Regions from separate parts of the Mus musculus genome. Here region 2 is linked to region 1. A link is a contact called in public HiChIP or PLAC-seq data. All regions are on one chromosome and are shown on one strand. The core of a region is the stretch at or near the end of the contact, and the rest is flanking DNA. Distances in the headings are between cores, read along the strand shown. Region 1 holds the start of Tubgcp5 (tubulin, gamma complex associated protein 5). Region 2 overlaps Cyfip1 (cytoplasmic FMR1 interacting protein 1).

What was found. HiChIP or PLAC-seq counts read pairs in DNA pulled down with a chosen protein or histone mark.
Region 2: a contact with region 1 is called in an H3K4me3 HiChIP or PLAC-seq map of bone marrow-derived macrophages, with 2.5 times the contacts expected there. The contact joins the enhancer-like site here to the promoter of Tubgcp5 in region 1. A contact is called at or near these places in 2 of 39 promoter capture datasets (pre-B cells and stem cell-derived epiblast-like cells), 11 of 484 Hi-C or Micro-C datasets (the AML12 cell line, CD8 T cells, the G1E-ER4 cell line and 6 more), 3 of 115 datasets of contacts at active chromatin or transcription factors (bone marrow-derived macrophages, microglia and neural progenitor cells) and 4 of 9 other capture datasets (adipose tissue, embryonic stem cells, liver and 1 more).

Annotation. Positions count from the first base shown.
Region 1 is chr7:55,792,663-55,795,491 of GRCm38.p6, forward strand. It overlaps Tubgcp5 (tubulin, gamma complex associated protein 5), which reads left to right and starts at 1,463. Exons shown (of 23, transcript NM_146190.3): 1 at 1,463-1,678. The coding sequence starts at 1,533.
Region 2 is chr7:55,919,370-55,922,248 of GRCm38.p6, forward strand. It overlaps Cyfip1 (cytoplasmic FMR1 interacting protein 1), which reads left to right. Exons shown (of 31, transcript NM_011370.3): 24 at 51-194. Among named protein-coding and RNA genes, the nearest start is that of Nipa2, 42 kb to the right of the region's middle. Within about 2 kb of position 1,527, at least 3 of the 459 cell types and tissues checked have an H3K27ac peak or open chromatin away from gene starts, as enhancers often do. A contact at or near this core is called in bone marrow-derived macrophages, where this site is marked.

The sequences.
Region 1 (2,829 bases), core at 213-2,712:
CTGCTTTCTCTGGATCTACTCAGCTGCAGAATGGAGTCAAAGGCCTCTTGTAAAACAGTCTCCTGGGGCAGTGCACAGCTTAGGGGATAACAACTGTTTTATTCAATATGGAGTAACTTAGCCTGGCCTCAACAAAGACCTTCCTCGTGAGGGATTCGTCTAAGAAAAAGTCAGGCAAGTACCAATTGGGGTGGCAGGTGCTACCTAATGCGGACGATTTATAAAGGCTCAAAGGCTCCAGCTGCTGCTCTGACGACTTTGCCCACGTCTGCTCTCAAGAGTGCTTTCCCCTTTTTATATTTTGAAAATGACGTTTTAAAATTTATTTTTGTATGGGGTGGAGGTACGCACACATGGGAATTATAAGACTACTTATGGGACATGGTTCTCTCCTATCATGTGAGTCCACACGATGGGATGCAAGCAGCCAGGCCTGACAGCCAGCAACTTTATTAAGTAAGCCAGCTTTTTTTGTTTTGTTTTGGGTTTGTTGTTGCTGTTGTTGTTTTGGTTGTTTTGTTCTGATTTTTTTTTTTTTTTTTCGAGACAGGGTTTCTCTGTATAGCCCTGGCTGTCCTGGAACTCACTCTGTAGGCTGGCCTTGAACTCAGAGCCACTTTCCCTTTCTTGAGAACTTGTTCGAGGGTTCTAACAAGAAAGCACAACTGCCTGTACTGTAACAAGGACAAGTCCTCCATAGGGAAGGTCGGCCTAACCCAAAGCTGTGGGTGCACAAAGAACAGTAACAGAAAAGCATCCCCGGCCATCAAGTGGGTGACAGACAGCTGGCCCTCACATACATCTCCACCTTACTAATAAACCAGCAGTTTCAGCATGTGGGCAGTGACCCGCAGTAGGGATCACACATCAGATAGTTACATTACAATTCGTAAACTAGCAAAAGTATAACTATGAAGTAGCAACGAAATAATTTAATGGTTATGGGTCATCCCAGCGAGAGGAACTATATTAAAGGGTCACAGCATTTGGAAGGTTCAGAGCCATTGTAATACATAAATGGGCACTATCGCTGCTTTAACCATATGTTCCTGGTCTAATCAGAAGCATGTGTTTAGTTGGGGAGCTCTGAGAGCCCAGTTTAGGTCGTCTGGAGGAGAAAGTGAAGGCCGGAGCATGAACAAATAAGTCACGATGTTCAAAAATGTCGGAAACTATACCCTGGAACCAAAAAACTGGTTGGCTCAAAATGCATCAGAATTTAAATCGTTAATCAGGAGTATCCAGAGTCCCTTATTAACAATGATTAATAATAAATAATGGTTAGCTGTCTGAAGACTCTCGGATTTCCCGGTGTGCAAGCAGAAAGAGCACATCTCTTCCCCACCCACGGACGCACCGCATCCAGCAACCAGCATCCACTCCCATCAGCACCTTTCCCAGGCACAGCTCCGGGGCTGCCGGAACTCTCGCGGAAACATCCTCCACATCTCGAAACCCCGGTGCCGGGACGGGCGGAACTCTCGCGAGAACAGTCGCCACTTAGCAGAGATCCTGATAGGTACGCCGCGGCAATGGCCCGGCCTAAGTCGTCCGGGAGCCGGATGGACAGACAGCTGGAGCATGATGTGTGCGAGCTCGTCCGGCAGGTTACGGGGCTGCAGGACGAGGCGGACCCCAACTTCCAGCTGGCCCTGGACTTCGTCTGGTCCAACTTCAGGTGTGGGATCGCGGCTACGAGCTGAAGTCGCGCGGGCGGGCGGGTCCGGGTCGGGAGTGCGGCCTCCGGCACCCCTGCGTCTGCTGCAGCTGCTGTGCCTTGGTTTCCCCTTAGGTGCCCTTGCGAGAAACCCGCAGTTGCAGCGGCACATTCCTAGAGAGCTGTTGACTCTGCTCACCCGCACGCAGTACGGTGCACATCAAAAGTCATTTGATGGCTGGGAAAGTGAATTTTTAGCGCCAAATTCTGATCACATCCTGTTAGGTTTTTTGGGGGTTTTTTGTTTTGTTTTGTTTTTTGTTTGTCTCACCAACCCCCCTCTTCTCTTGCTCGGACCACTTACAAGTTTCCCCGCTTCTGTGTCCTCCCTTTGCATTGCATAAAACAAATTCAAGTTCTACTATTGAGCAACACATAGCATGTCTAGTAGAAGTCACCCTAAACAGTGAACAGTTTGTCAGACTGTGATCCTGATTCTAAGCGCAGGACGTGAGTGTCTGCCTAGTTCGTGAGACTACAGACCTCTCAGGTTGATGGGAAGCAAGCCAACGATCCAAAACCACAAGTGCAATTTCTAGTTATAACCTATAGAAAGAACAAGGATTCAAAGAAGTCAGGTAACTCGAAAAGCAGATGTACCACAAGTATTTTTTCTAGTGGCAGATAGGAGGGAGGGGATAGTCATTTTAGAGTTGGGAAGAGACATAGATGCTGCATAGTATAACAGAAGTACTAAAAGCATACCTATAACACTCTGTCACCAGTGTCACCCGTAGAAAACATGTGGCAGTCACCTTGTGTTACAGTTGCTTTATTTCCACATGTTGTTCGTTGTTACATTAATGACAGCCTTTGGTCCCACTGCTAAATTTTAGGTTTTGTTGTTGATGATGTTATGTGTATGATTTGACTCTGTGTACACGTGTGCATGTGTGTGCCTGGTGCCCAAGGCAGCTGATCCCCTGGAACTGGGATTATAAACAGCCTGTGGGTGCTGTGAATAGAACCTGGGGACCCTGAGCAATGGCGTGGGCTCTTAACCCCCGAGGCATCTCTCCAGACCCTTTCAAAGCTTTCTAAATATTTGATAATTGTACATGAATATGTTTGCTTTTCTTTGTATTTCATTTTGTACATTTAGCAGAATTATT
Region 2 (2,879 bases), core at 277-2,776, 130 kb after region 1:
TCTGCATGAACGTGTGAGAACGATGTTGAAAACCGTCCTCTTTTCCCTAGGCTTTGAACCTAGCCTACTCAAGCATTTATGGCAGCTACCGGAACTTTGTGGGGCCTCCGCACTTCCAAGTCATCTGCCGGCTACTTGGCTACCAGGGCATTGCAGTAGTCATGGAAGAGCTGCTGAAGGTTGTCAAGAGCCTGGTGAGTTTTCCTGGACTGGGTTTTCCCTGTAGCATGGATTCACTGGGTTAGATAAACACAGCCATTTGGGGGTCGGAGGGGTCTTCTCTTTCTGTCTGGGATGTGTAGCAGAAACAGAAAAAAAAAAAAGCTTCAACTAGCTTCAGACATTTCTCCTAACTAAAGAGAATGGTTCTGGATATAAAAGGATGTCACTGTCCTACCTCGTTCTCAAGAGATTGAGGCAGGAATTTTGCTTAAACCCAGGAGTTGCGGGCCAGCCTAGAGAACATCTGATCTGTCTCTTACAAATAACACCCCCAGTTTACCAAAAGGAAAGATTGAAGTTATAGGACTGATTTATAATTTTTTGTTGTTTCTGCCTGTCCGAGATATAGTCTTACTATATTTAGTGTAGGCTGGCCTCAGGCATCAGTCATCTTGCCTTGGCTTCTAGATTTGCTAGTATTAGAGATCTGCAACACCATACCGGGCTTTGGGAATGGTTTATAACCAGAATATTATGTTTATAATAAGAGAATGTTGCTTCTTCTACTATGCAGAAGTCTTATCAAAGACCACCACTGTAACCCTAAGCTTGAGGGGAATTAAAAACAAAGTAGAAGACAAAAGATGCTTGCCACAGTCTGTTCTCTCCAGTTTTTTGTTTTGTTTTGTGGTTGTCTGTGATATGTAGATGCTGGGAACCAAATGAGGGTCCTCTGACCCAAATGAACAAATGTTCTTAATCACTGAGCCATCTTTCTGGCCCCCAGTTCTATAAATATATATGTTCTTGTTTTTATTTGTGAAGTATGGGTTTTCATAAAGCGCAGATCTCTAGGAAACGCTGTATAGAGGTAAATGGAGATCATACTGACCACAGGAAGCTTACAGAGCCTCAGGTATTTATGGTAGGCAGGAACAGCCACTATAGGGATAGATATGTCAGCTGTGGGCCGTTCTTCACAAGTGTTCCAGTGAGAAGGCTCCTGACAGATGAAAGTGAGCTGCACAGTTAGTGAGGCAAGTGGTATGTGCTTTTGTTCTGGAAACAAATGTGAGTAAAGGGCTTAGATGCACATGTGTAGCCCCAGAGTGAGGTCAGAGTTGTACACATGTCACCATCTGCACAGAAACCTGGCTTATGTTATTATTGCTATGAGAAACACCATAACCCAAGGCAAAACGAGGAGAAAGGGGGTTTTGGGGGTTTTTTTGCTGGTTTTTGGGTTTTATTTTATTTTATTTATTTATTTATTTATTTTTGCCTATACTTCCATAAAGACGTCAGAACAGGAAGTGAAGCAGGGCAGGAAACTGGAGGCAAAAGCTGATACAGAGACCATGGAGGTGCTATGTACTGGCTTGTTCCTCTTGGCTTACTCAGCCTGCTTTCCCATAGAACTCAGAACACTTGCCCAGGGGTGGCCCCACCCACAATATGGTGGGCCCTCCAACATCAATCATGGGTCCGGAAAATACTCTACAGGTTTTGCCTATATACCTGTAGCCCTGTCTTATTGAAGCATTTTCTCAGTTGAGGCTTCCTACTCTCAGTGACTCTAGTTTGTATCACGTAAACATAAAATTGGCCAGTACAAAGCCTTATGGTTCAGGTTTTTGAAAAGGGAAAATGATGTCATTTATAGACCACAGTGGACTTTTTCTTTTAATTCATAGTCAGCCAGTCTCCCCCCCCTCCTCCCCCTCCCCTCCCTCTGTGTCCCCATGTATATAAATCTCAGATCTTTATACTTTTAGAGCAAGCACTCTTACCCACAAGCCACCTCTGTTGCTCCCACCTTGTTTTATGAGGCAGAGTATTGTACTGGAATAGAACCAATCAAGGCTAGACTGGATGACCAACAAACCCCAAGGAACCACCTCTCTGTCTTACTGGTCCTAAGGTTACAAATGTGCTGCACTGTTTTTTTTTTTTTATTATTATTATTTTTATTTATTTATTTTTTAATGCATGTTTTGGGGCTTGAATCATCAATCCAGAAAATACCATACAGACTTGCCTACAGGCTAATCTTAATGGAAGCATTGTCTCAGTTGCACCCATCTTCCTAAGTAACTCTAGCTTGTTTTACGTTGACATCAAACTATGCTGTAATAGCCCACTAAGTGTAAAGAAAGTTTGAATCTGAATTTGTGGCCACCTGAGTACAACCTCAGTCCATCAAAGATGTGACATTGTCTTGAACTTGTAGCAAAGGTTAACAGCTCTGAGAAGTCGTAGAGTTATAACATGGGTTATATGTAATGCCTTAGCTACTGTTCTGCTGTTGTAAGGATGTACCATGAATGGCCAAGGCAGTTCTTATAAATTAAAGCATCTAATTGCTTAATTGTAGGCTTGGTTACAGTTTCAGAGGGTTAAGTTCATTATTATCACAGCAGGGAATGAAACAGCACATTGGGCAGACATGGTACTAGAGAACTGGCTGAGAATTCGATTGTCAAGCAGCAGGCAGAAACATCAACACTGGCCTGGCATGGACTTTTGAAACTCAAAGCCTAATGCCCAGCAACACACCTCCTCCAATAAGGCTACACCTCCTAATCTTTCTACTCTTTCTCAGATATTCCAACTCACTGGTGACTGAGCATTCAAATAGATGAGCCTATTAGGGCCATTTTCATCCAAACCATCACACTTAACTAGAATGTAGAAGACTTTAGTCATTTGCCCATCTG